Linked DNA regions of Mus musculus: all the other regions are linked to region 1. A link is a contact called in public HiChIP or PLAC-seq and promoter capture Hi-C data. All regions are on one chromosome and are shown on one strand. Each heading gives the region's core, a stretch centred on a gene start, on an enhancer-like site or on the middle of the called end of the contact. The rest is flanking DNA. Distances are from core to core; before and after follow the strand shown. Region 1 overlaps Mef2c (myocyte enhancer factor 2C). Region 2 has its middle 22 kb from the start of Gm24295. Region 3 holds the start of Ccnh (cyclin H). Region 4 holds the start of Lysmd3 (LysM, putative peptidoglycan-binding, domain containing 3).

Region 1 (2,769 bases), core at 147-2,646:
GGCTGAGGGAGGATTTTACCCAGCATCTTTAAGAAAACTGGGAGGGATCTGCTTACAAAGGAGCCAGTGAAAACAGGGTTCTCTTCGTAGGTGCTCTTTGGAGAAGATGGTCAGTGGGGACTTCCAATTTTATGATGATATGTTAGAAGTAGAGACTACCCAGTTTCAGAACAGTGATAGAAACTGGTCCCTGAATGGTTAGACATCTGCAACACTGGAAAGGGTGGTCTTGGAAAAGCCTATGTGTATGGATCTTTCTTGAGTCTATGGCAATAGCTTCAGAAAGAAAACAAGGAGTTGGGAGGGGAACGCACAAGCATGTTTCAAAGAGATACTTACAGAAATGTTTTGCTATGCCAATACTAATTGTATGAAGTCATGGTTTCATTATGACATGCTCGCACACTTACACAATGCACTTCAATATATTCACCTTCTCTTGTTCCTTCTACCCCACGTTGGCTCCTTTCTTCCCAAACTGTCCCACTGGGGACTCTCTGAATTAAAATATATTTGGGTCATGTGGTCCAAAACACACTTATTCTTCATATCCAATTCATTTACCTGCTTTGTTTCATGAATAAATGAATAGGCTGAATATATAAAAACTCGCAAGGTTCAATCTTGCAACTGGATCATGGTAAAAATTAACAAGTATCTTGAGGCAAAATGAAAATAAAACAAATGAAACATCCCCAAAACAAGTGCCAACTACAAAGTCGTTGTTTAAGAAATTTGCACCGAATTTGAATACAAATTAGTCTTCTATAATAAAACATCAAGAAAAGTTGCTAAATTATAGCTAGGAAAATATGTCAAACCCCAAATTATCTGTTACAGTTAATTTGGACAGTGTTTGATGGTAAAAGTTCTTACTTGAAACAATACATTTACCCTTTCTCACTAAAAGAAATATAAACAAATCGTACTCTGTAAGAAAGATAATGGGTGAGTTAGGCTGCACAGAGGAGTTCTGTGTTTAATGGGTCTCCTTGGAACGTTATTTTGTGTTAGGGCCTTTAACAGAATTGTAGAGTCCCTACACGAAAAGGAAAGGAGGAGACCAAGATATCTGCAGCATGCATTCCTGCCTGCTGAAGTTTGAGTGCGCGCGCGCGCACACACACACACACACACACACACACAGACACACACACACACACACACACACACACACACACACAGACACACATCACAAACATGTTAACCCTCTGTGAGATCTGGTTTAAATAAACAATCAAATGGAAAGTTAGCCAAGTAATTTCAAAAGAAGAAGAAGAAGAAATGTCAGTTAAGCAGGGCAGTGAAGCCTGAAAGGATGAGAAACTAAAATCCTGCCTGGGTAGATGCTGGTGCTGGTTTGCATGGAGCAGTAATTCTGCTAAAAGGAAGTAAAACCACTTCACGACATGTGCTGTCCTAAGATAGGACAAGCACGGGGCCAGTGTGAGAAAGTGGAGAGCTTCACAGAGGCTGTGCAAAAAAAAAGTCTCTTCAAAAACATTTTCTATGGTAAACTCAGAGACAGTCCAAAAAAAGCCCCAGTCTTTCTGCCCACATTTTAAAACAGCGCTTTGGAGCGGCAGTGAGCAGGGGAAAAGGAAGCACACATACGTGGTTTTCCACTCAGTAAACACCTCAGAAGCAAAAAATGGAATCAAAAGCATTCTATGTCTCTCTTGAAATATGTGCTGCTATTTGGAAATTACACCATTTTAGAAGATTAGTTCCATAGTTTTAAGGTGTCATGTACATGTTAACCCTGTGTGAGATCTGGTTTAAATAAACAATCAAATGGAAAATTAGCCAAGTAATTTCAAAAGAAGAAGGATAAATGGCAGTTAAGCATGACATTTTTACACTTATATTTTCGGAGCATAAAATTATTTTTTATGAACAAATAAATGCTATTTTTTATGAGTGAATTTCTGCTATTTTTAGAATATTGTGCCAGCTAGCATTTTGGAGAAGTATAATAACCATTTCTGTTTCCAGCCACCAAATTGTTATTCTTTTGGCATAATATAGATTCAGGAATGTGAGACTGTGGACCCTAGACCAGTGATATTGAAACCTATCATTTGGAAGTCAATGATGAATGCATGTGTGTGGCTCATTGCTAAGAAGAGCCTGCATTTAAGTTGGCTGGGAAACCGCAGCCTCCTTTTCGCTCAGAATGCTTTGGCCTGTGTGGAGGCTGAGGGCCCACCTTAAGATAAATTCACCAGAGAGCATGGCCACACTTAACTTCAGGGACCCAGGAGGTGGGAAACACCACCTCTCGACAACCTTCTAATATACAGATTCAACTTTCTTGATGCTATGTTTCAAAATTATACTCTACTGGGACAATTATCAATTTAGACGTGACCGTATGCAGATGTCACATTCTTCTGACCACTTGAAAGGACAAAAATTATAACGTATGGTAAATGGATTTCCTGATTATACATTATAGGAAAATGAGGTACAGAGTGACTTTAGAGTTCAATGAAGCTTTTATAGTTTCATTTGATTAAAAATATTGTTTCTTATGAACCAATTTAGGCTTTTATGATGTAGTCACGTGAAGGATAACAGATTCTACCTCTGCTCCTACAAGTGTCTAATAAACAATGAAAGCAGTGTAAATAGTCAAGATTTCAAATATAGTGGTAATTTTTCCCCACAGTTAACTTAAAAGCACTTTTCTGCCTTTTCTACTTCATTTGATTTTACTCACTCCTACTTTAGGAAGCTGTAAATTTAGAGAACACCCTCCTGGCTGCA
Region 2 (2,700 bases), core at 66-2,565, 1.6 Mb after region 1:
GTTTTATTTGAGGTCTGAGAAGATCCTAATTATGATAGCATTGTTTAATAATTACAATGGCTCATACAGTTATCTAATACTAAAGCTTCAAGTTCCATTAATTTTATGTTAAAGTTAGTCACCAAAGCTAAATGCGATAGTTTTAAAATGTGGCCACAAGTTCTTGATATACTTCTTTTAGAAGCCAGAGTCCATATTTGACATTTGAATATGGGACAGCCTATGACTGTCAGACCACAAACTTCTCAGGTCACAATAGGTTATGCAACCTCTCCCTCATTCTCTGTGATGCTTACTCCTGTGTAAGACAAAGACTACAGATGTCTGATTACTCTGGGATTTCCACAGTGAAGCCCAGATAAGTTTCCAACTGTCTTAGTTTTGTTTCCTGTTGATGTGATAAAACACTCTGACCAAAGCAATTTAGGATAGAAAGGGTTTATTTCAGTTCACAGTTCTCAATCATGTGCTATCACACCAGGGAAGTCATAGCAGCAGGAACTAGAGACAACTGGTCACATGGTATCCTTAGTCACAGGAAGAAAACAATTAATCCATGCATGTTTTGTGCTTTGCTGGCTTTCTCCAAACTAAATCCCAACCCCAGGGCATGGTACCAATCACTTTTAAGTTGGGTCTTCCCAACATAATCAAGACATATTTCTGTGGGTCACCTTGATTCAATAAATACTTCATTGCTTCAATGCTTCATGTTTCTCAGTGAAAGACACACACACACACACGGCCTTTATATTCTAATATGTCTTATCTGCACAATAAATGGGCCACTGCCTAGCCTCCACTGCCTCCCACCAATAATACTGAGCTACCCCTTATTAAATTCTGCGTTGTATCCTGGCTGCCCTGGACTTAGTAGGGCAGCCCTCTGGGCCACACTCTCCTTGCTTCTTCATAAGGCAGTCATGCCTCTCAGCCCTCCACTCTTCTCAGGCATGGTATGTCTCCTCTCCTCTCCTCTCCTCTCCTCTGCTCTCTTTCTTCTCTTTCTTTCCTTCTTCCTCTCCTCTCCCAAGCCCAGGAATCCTAATGTCCTGCCTCTTTCTGTCTGTCTCTTCTTCCCAGCTATTGGCTGCTGCCATCTTTATTTACCAATCAAGATTAACTGGAGGCAGGGTCCCTCAGTGTCTTATATGAGTTTTCTCCCATACAAACAATTTTGAGGACCCAAATTAACATTAGAATACAAACAGCGTTAGGCCAAACCCACTACAGGAAGTAACTTAGTATGCATGGATAAGCAATTCATACACCAGAAATGTAAGCTGGGTTACATATCTTTTGGCCTATAGTATATTATTTACATCCTGACCACAGTTTCCTTCCTCCCCTCTCAGTTCTTTCTCCCCCCTTCCCTCTTCCCCAACACTACACCCACTCCACTTCCACTTCTCTGCAGGAAAGGACAGACCTCCCATGTGTATCAACCAGCCATGATATATCAAGTTGCAGTAAACTAAACACCTCCTCTCCTAATGAGGCAGGATGAGGCAATTTAATAGAAAGTAAAGGTCCAAAAAGTAAGCAACAGAGTTAGAGACGGGCCCGGCTCCCACTGTTAGGAGTCACAAAGAAGACTAAGCTACACAATTATGATATACGTACATAGGGCCCATGCCAGTCCTATACAGAGTTTTTGGTTGGTAGTTTAGTCTCTGTGAGCCCTTATGTTCCCATGTTAGTGAATTCTATGAGTTTTCTTGTGGTGTCTGTGACCCCTCTGGCTCCAAAAATCCTTCACTACAGCCCCCATCCCCCACTCTTCTGCAGGATTTCCCAAGCTCTGCCTAATGTTTGGCTATAGGTCTTTATATTTGTTTATATCAGTTGCTGGGTGAAACCTCTCTGATGACAATTGGGCTAGGGACCAATCCTAGGCATATACCCAAAGGACACTTGCTAACATATGGTTATAGCAGTTTTACTCATAATAGCCGAAAACTGGAAACAACCTAGATGTCCCTCAACTGAAGAACAGGTAAAGAAAATATGGCACATCTACACAATAGAATATCACTCAGGTGTTGAAAACAATGACATCATGAAATTTACAGGCAAATGGATAGAACAAGAACATCATTCGGAGTGAGGTAATCCAGATCCAGAAGGACAAACATGGTATGCATTCACTTTTAAGTTGATATTAGCTCTAAAGTACTGGATAACAGACTCAGAGAAGCTAAGTAACAATAAGAGCTCAAGGGGGAAATGCATGAACCTCCCTGAAAAGGGGAAATATAATATGTCATATTTTCTATGTTGTTCTAATTTGTTCATGGTAAGAAACGATATGAGTAATATTTTAGTGTGCTTTATAAGCATTAACTCTATAAGCAAAGAACCTTATAGTACTATTGACTTTGATGTGCTCAAAGGCAGTGCTCCTTGGTTGCATCTTACCAAGATGCTGTAGTCAGACTATGGGACTACAGTCCAGCTTTGGTCCATCTGTTCAATATGAGGATAAAACATATGCTCCCTTGTCCGCAATGCTCAATGTACATACCCTGTTTTACATTATGAAAACAGTTAACTGAACCCCCCCAGTGAGAATGGCAAGAAGAGAAAGAAGCCTAAGACGTGTGAGTATTCTTTTCACACCATGTTTACTGAAACAAACAAGATTTTTTTTATCATCTGCAGCATATATTTCAAGATTTTCAAATTTTTTAATTATGTATG
Region 3 (3,148 bases), core at 207-2,706, 1.5 Mb before region 1:
ACAGAATTCCAATAATCTTTTTTCATAGTACTTGCAAAGTGTCAATTCTTCATGAGGCTCCAGAAACACTGGATCATTTGGAAGAACCTTTAGACAGAGCAGACATTTCAATGTAAGGTCAGTGAATTCATTGTAAGACCGTCTTATCTGTCCTGCTTAAATTGGACTTATACCACCAACAAAAAATAGACCTGAAGCTTTCTCTCTTTGTTAAGTTTACTAAGCATCAAGCAAAATATCTAGGAGAAGAATAAGCAAAAATCAATAAACTGAATCTAGGCTTTCATTTTACAAGTTCTCAAACTGTCAGCTGGACATTTTTAAACAGTCATGACAGAGTATGTGTCAATTCACTCCCAGGTTTGATACCATTATTTGTAAATTAAAAAAAAAATACATATTTTCATGGGTTGGAACTCTCCCAAAGTAGCTTTTGCAGTAAATCCATATGTCACCAAAATTAAAATAACTCAGTTCATTGTCTACCTGTTTTGTTGGTACAAATTTTATTTGCCTGAAATTTGTAGAAGCTACTATAAAGTTATCCAGGGCCGTACACAGAAATGAATGGGAGAGTTGTAGGAAGACCTGGATAGAGGCCCATAGAACACGCATTACTTGTGTCAACTATTTTCTTTCCTTGTACAACCTTCTGTGTGAAGGTTGTTTCTGGAAAGCAGATCCAACAAGCCATCATCCCCCCATTTCAAGTCTTTGAAAAGTTCCTTTCAGTTTTGGCAAGAATTTCAACCGCCTTACACTTCCGCTTACAAAGTTGCTTGTGCACGTTCTTCAACCACTGCTGCAGAGGTACAGCTTCATCCATGAGTGACCACCAGCACTCCAGGCACTTGCCTGCCAGTCTGACTTTCCACTAGACACCAGCCTATGTGTGTGCCCTCCCTCCTGCCATCTACAGAGAATGATTTGTCGTGACATCCTGCAGGACAAGTGACCAGTTCGAGTCCCGCACTAAGTCCGCACTCTTCCAAGGCTCTTGCCAGTCCCCAGGATGTCACTCAGACCTCTGCCACCGCCAGCCCCGGACTTGGCTGTCGCGTCAGTCCCTGTCTGCACTGACACAGCCAGGCGAGCGCTCTACAGGCTTCCAGCCTGCAGGCAAAGCGGGACTTCAGGAGAGGTCCCAGGTTTAGGGTGGGCACAGGGGCTGGCTCGCGGGGACCTCACCTTCCCGTTAGCCACAGCTTTGCACTTGAATTTGCGGTTGGCGTCCGCCCGCAGGCGCGCCAGCTGCTCCTCGCTAGCGAAGGTCCAGTGCCGTTTCTGGCTGCTGCTGTGATACATGCTGTAGCCCTCACGGGCCGCAGGGCCGCGACAAAAACAGCGACACTCCGAGAGACAGCGACCACGAGCGACGGCCAACGCGCGAACCCCCGCCCCCGCCCAGACCGCGGACGCGTGCGTGACGTCCCGGTCACGTGCCAGCGTCTGCTCTGGAGTTTCCGGAGCCGGTGGGAGGTGTTCCGCAACGAGGGAGGGCGGAGCCTCGGGGCTCCCAGGCTTTGGGGAGGAGTCTGAAGGGCGTGACCCAGGAGGGTCAGAAAGTGGGCGTGGCCGCAGGGATCCAGGTTCCAGAGGACGCCTGGGCACAAAGAACCATAAGCCTTCATTTCTTTATTTTTTATTTTTATTTTATGCCCATTGGTGTTTTGCCTGAATGTATATCTGTGTGACAGCTTCAGATCCCTTGGAATGGGAGTTTCAGACAGTTATGAACTGCCCTGTGGGTGCTGGGAATTGAACCCAGTTCATATGGATGACACAGTCAGTGCTCTTAACCACACATACACACACACACACACATATATATGTATGTATGTATATATATGGATGGTGACGTGGTTATAGGTAAAAGTGGGAGGTGAGCACAATGGATTCTGGGAATATGGTGGCTATTGTCTTGGCAACAGGTCTGTGGGTCTCGCCTACATGATGTCACGAGTTTCAGAGGTCCTGATACCAACAGGGAGAGCACAAAGCAATCCCCCCACTGCCATAATTTGTGCAGTAGAGTTTCCTCTCATTTTTCCTGCCTTTCTCAGCTCCTTATTGTCTCATTATATACTAGAAATCCATATTTAGTTCATGGTGGTTTCAAATTTATGATCCTCCTGCCTAAGCCTCTCAAATTCTGGAAACACAGCCATGCATCAATGCCCTCTTTACATAATCTTTAGGCCACATTTTGCTGCATCTAATTGGAGATTATTCAAACAAAATGCATTCTAGTCTTCCTAGAAAAGGAACAAGTAAATTAACAGCTCAATGACAAAGATACTACTGTTTCATTGGACACCACCAAGACATAAATTATTAACTGGAAATTTTTCAGTGCTTTTTAAAAAAATAAACACAAATGTCTTTGTACAGCAGTTCTTAAACTGTGCTATGTACTATTTGTAGACAGACTAAGTTTTTTGAGCACCAATATAACTTGTAATCCAAGAGTTGTAATCAAAGATCTGGCTTTACAGAGCATTTATTGCCTCTTGGTCTTCAAAGAAAGGTTTTATGTACTTCACTAAAGTTACCTGCAAGACCGTCCTCTGCCACATATGAGGCCAGCACCGTGGGTCAATCAATGTGTACTCTTTAGTTGGTGGTCCAGTCCCCAGGAGCTCCAGGAGGTCTGGCCTGTTGACACTTGCTCCCTCCATGGGGCTGCAACCCCCCATCAGCTCCTTCAGTCCTTTCTCCAACTCCTCCACAGGGGACCCCTGAGCTAAGTCCAGTGGTTGGCTGCAAGCATCTGCCTCTGGAAGAGCATCTCAGGAGACAGCCATATCAGGCTTTCATCAGCAAGCACTTCCCAGCACTCACAATAGGGGCTGGGTTTGCTGGCTGTATATGTGATGTATCCCCAAGTCAGTCAGTCTCTATCTCGATGGCATTCCCTTCAGTCTTTCTCCACACTTTGTCTACATATTTCCTTCTGTGAGTAATTTGTTCACCCTTCTAAGAAGCACTGAAGCATCCACATTTTGGTCTTCCTTCTTCTTAGGCTTCCTATGGTCTGTGAAATGAATCTTGGTTATTCTAAACTTTTGGGCTAATATACACTTATCAGTGAGTACATACCTTGTATGTTCTTTTGTGACTGAGTTACCTCACTCAGGATGATATTTTC
Region 4 (2,864 bases), core at 301-2,800, 2.0 Mb after region 1:
TGATATTCTCTATGTAAAAACATACCTATTTCATTTCATAAAATCCAGCCCTTAAAATCCAGTTTCTGACCTTGCTTTACAGGGACACTGTATATCTTTAAAAGTTGAAAAGTCTCTATTTAGATAATTTATTAACAGCTATATTAGTAGCTTGCTTCAGCTGCTCCCACAGGGGCTAAACTATTGCCAAAAACCACTCCAAATTTGACAGATCCAAGCTAAATGAGAGCCACGTTTCACATCTCAGTTTAAAGTAAGGAGCACACCTGTTTCTACAAGGACGCTTGCACTCCCTTATCTAGGTCTTTTCTAAAAACAAAATAAAAAGCCCACATCTTAGATGTAGAGGATGTCTGTCAGTTTTGTGGAACCAGTAGCAAGTTGCATACATACATACATGTACTACCTCAGGAAGTATCTGTTTCAGATCCTCAAAAGCATCCATCAAAAGCAGAAAAGATTAGATCTAAAGCAATGCATATGGGTGGTTACGTTGCCTTAGGTATGCTATCCCTCTAAAGCGCTCTCCCTCCCATTCTTAGTACAGCTCTCTGAAATTACTGACTAATACCCAGAAGCCATTTGAAACAATGTGTTCTTCTATCAGTCTTTCCCTCACCATGTCTTAATCAGGAATCAAAAGACTCCCGTCTTCGCGCATCTGTCTCTATTCCTCTAAAATGACAGGAAAGCAAAATAAACAATCTGGACACTACGGTCTGACTGTTCATCTGTAATCCAAGTGCCAAGCTGCACTTTGGCCCAGTAAGGTAATGACATGTCAATCTACTAAAGATTAGAAAGTACACGGAATCAAAGCCATCAGCCTCAATTCTCTTTACCTCTCTGAATTATCTATGGAATCTATGGCTTCAGAAAACTAGAACATGTTGCATACTGCACTGCTGACAAACGTCCTGAAAGTGATCATCAATGGGTATCGTGAGCATGTTTTCATCCACCCGGTCTAGACCGGAAAGCGACCTCTCAAATCCCTAGGTACTACATATTAATTGCTGCATATTAATATTTGGTCTTGACCTTCGGCAGGGAGCAAGAGAAGACTCACAGGGCACAAGCCAGTTCAGCACTTAGGACAGAATCACCCCGATCCTATTCTCCAGGGCCAATTTTAAACCTAAGCAACAACTGCAAACTTCCTCCCTCTTCCATTCCACTCGCTTTTATTTTTATTTTTCCCTTTCCTCCGGACGTCCCCCGCAAAGATTACATCTCTGATTTCTAAGTCGCCGCGTCAGACTGGGACGCTTCGGAGCAGATGCTAAGGGGACAGGCAGAATGGCCCGGAAAGGGCTGCCCAAAACCGGGAGGTAAGAGTCCTTCCCGAACCGGGGACAGCGCCCCACGGTGACCCCCCGATCGACGTCCTGCCCCGCCCCGCCCCACAGCCACCGTCACCTGTCCTCTAGCAGGGGCGCGGCGACACGGTTATGTCCTCCACCACAGCCGCGGCCCCGGAGACGTTCATGACCGACTCTAGGTTCTCCGGTGTCTGGGTCCGCTTCTGCCACCGTCGCCGCCGTCGCCGCCGTCCCCGCCTTCCGCACCGACAGCCGCCGCCACGTCCGCAAACCTGCGGTGCGTCATCGCGTAGAGTAGGCGGAGGTGCGAGGGCGCGGGCGGAGGCGGGGAACCCAGAACCCCGCGGCCAACCGCAGGCCCACGCCAGCACGCAGGCGCGCCGATGCGGCCGGGGCGGGGCCTGATTTCAGCCCCGCCTCTAGCCCCGCCCGTCCGGGGGCCGCCGGGCCGTGTTGGACTCCTGCAGTCTGTGAATCTAAACCCAACGGGTCCTCCTGGCTAAGAAACGTACTGAGCGGAGGGCATGCTTGAGGAAGAGCCAATGGAGAGCCGCTGTGCATTTCTTAATGCTCTGTATCTGGCACTTTCTTCTCGGTGGGGCAGAAGAAAGCAAAAACACTGGGCCGTGCTTTACCATATCGAACGAGCCCTAGAGCAGCAAACAAGACAGGCAGAGTGCCTTGGGTCTGTAGGTCAGCAGAGTGAGCCACCTAGCCAAGCTAAGCTCACAGTGCCCTGGAGCTGCACTTTGATGGGACAAAGTTGTCAACAACTTGTAACTAACCTACTTGGATTTGAAAATTAACAGGACGCCATTGGTGTTGCACTATCTATGGCAGTGAAATAAATACCTCTCTTCTGACTTTTTTTTTTTTTTTTTTTTTTTTTTTTAGAAATTTGCCGAAGTGGTAAATACAGTGTTTGTATTTATGCGAATGATGTATGACATTTTAAAGGTGCACCTGGTGTTTTGTGCTGACGACCGACAATGCACTTGACTAAATGCTTACCCATTTAGGTCAACATTGCCTAAAGACGTACCACACTTTTCTTTACAGTCCGAATACTTAGTAATTATAAAGCCTTTGGAACGCTGTTCCAATTTCCAAAGGGTTTTTTGTTTGATTGTTTGTTTGTTTGTTTGTTTGTTCTGTTGGTTCCTTGGTCGGTTGGTTTTCTGAGAAGTGCCTCTGCAAGGACTGGGATTTTACTTACATTGCAATAAGCGCCTTTTACTTGAAAGGACAAGGCACTGTGCTGAACAATGCTACAAAGAACTCCAGGCAAAGACAACCGGGGAAAAAAAAGTTTGCCCAAGTTATTCTTTGAGCTCTTGCCCCTGTGACACCGCTGTCTGTAACCATTTATCACGGAGACATTTTCTCATCAGGAGACAAAGGATATATTCCGTTCTTGATGTGTAGGGCCTCGGCTGTTCAGGCCTCATGAATGTTAATGGAATGCAACCGTCTTTTTGCAAGTAGGTTACTTTTCTTATTTTAATGTCAATAGGCCATGGAATCCTTGGGAGAGTCTGAGGG

What was found. Promoter capture Hi-C pulls out the DNA fragments that hold promoters and counts their contacts. HiChIP or PLAC-seq counts read pairs in DNA pulled down with a chosen protein or histone mark.
Region 2: an SMC1A HiChIP or PLAC-seq map of large pre-B cells shows a contact between it and region 1, with 17 times the contacts expected there. The contact joins two enhancer-like sites. A contact is called at or near these places in 1 of 15 datasets of contacts at CTCF or cohesin (large pre-B cells), 3 of 484 Hi-C or Micro-C datasets (the C10 cell line, cortical neurons and cranial neural crest) and 2 of 115 datasets of contacts at active chromatin or transcription factors (fibro-adipogenic progenitors and large pre-B cells).
Region 3: a promoter capture Hi-C map of pre-B cells shows a contact between it and region 1, with 4 times the contacts expected there. The contact joins the promoter of Ccnh here to the enhancer-like site in region 1. A contact is called at or near these places in 3 of 39 promoter capture datasets (the C10 cell line, hippocampal neurons and pre-B cells) and 1 of 115 datasets of contacts at active chromatin or transcription factors (astrocytes).
Region 4: a promoter capture Hi-C map of pre-B cells shows a contact between it and region 1. The contact joins the promoter of Lysmd3 here to the enhancer-like site in region 1. A contact is called at or near these places in 3 of 39 promoter capture datasets (cranial neural crest, hippocampal neurons and pre-B cells), 1 of 484 Hi-C or Micro-C datasets (CD4 T cells), 2 of 115 datasets of contacts at active chromatin or transcription factors (embryonic forebrain and fibro-adipogenic progenitors) and 1 of 9 other capture datasets (liver).

The regions. Positions count from the first base shown.
Region 1 is chr13:83,648,643-83,651,411 of GRCm38.p6, reverse strand. All of the region lies in intron 6 of Mef2c (myocyte enhancer factor 2C), which reads right to left. It overlaps Gm52044 (a long non-coding RNA gene), which reads left to right. Exons shown (of 3, transcript XR_003950630.1): 3 at 1-2,769. Among named protein-coding and RNA genes, the nearest start is that of Gm52044, 12 kb to the left of the region's middle. Within about 2 kb of position 1,396, at least 70 of the 459 cell types and tissues checked have an H3K27ac peak or open chromatin away from gene starts, as enhancers often do. A contact at or near this core is called in pre-B cells, where this site is marked.
Region 2 is chr13:82,071,261-82,073,960 of GRCm38.p6, reverse strand. No RefSeq gene overlaps it. Among named protein-coding and RNA genes, the nearest start is that of Gm24295, 22 kb to the right of the region's middle. Within about 2 kb of position 1,315, at least 9 of the 459 cell types and tissues checked have an H3K27ac peak or open chromatin away from gene starts, as enhancers often do.
Region 3 is chr13:85,187,693-85,190,840 of GRCm38.p6, reverse strand. It overlaps Ccnh (cyclin H), which reads right to left and starts at 1,456. Exons shown (of 9, transcript NM_023243.6): 1 at 1,189-1,456; 2 at 1-87. The coding sequence starts at 1,305.
Region 4 is chr13:81,656,492-81,659,355 of GRCm38.p6, reverse strand. It overlaps Lysmd3 (LysM, putative peptidoglycan-binding, domain containing 3), which reads right to left and starts at 1,550. Exons shown (of 3, transcript NM_030257.1): 1 at 1,420-1,550.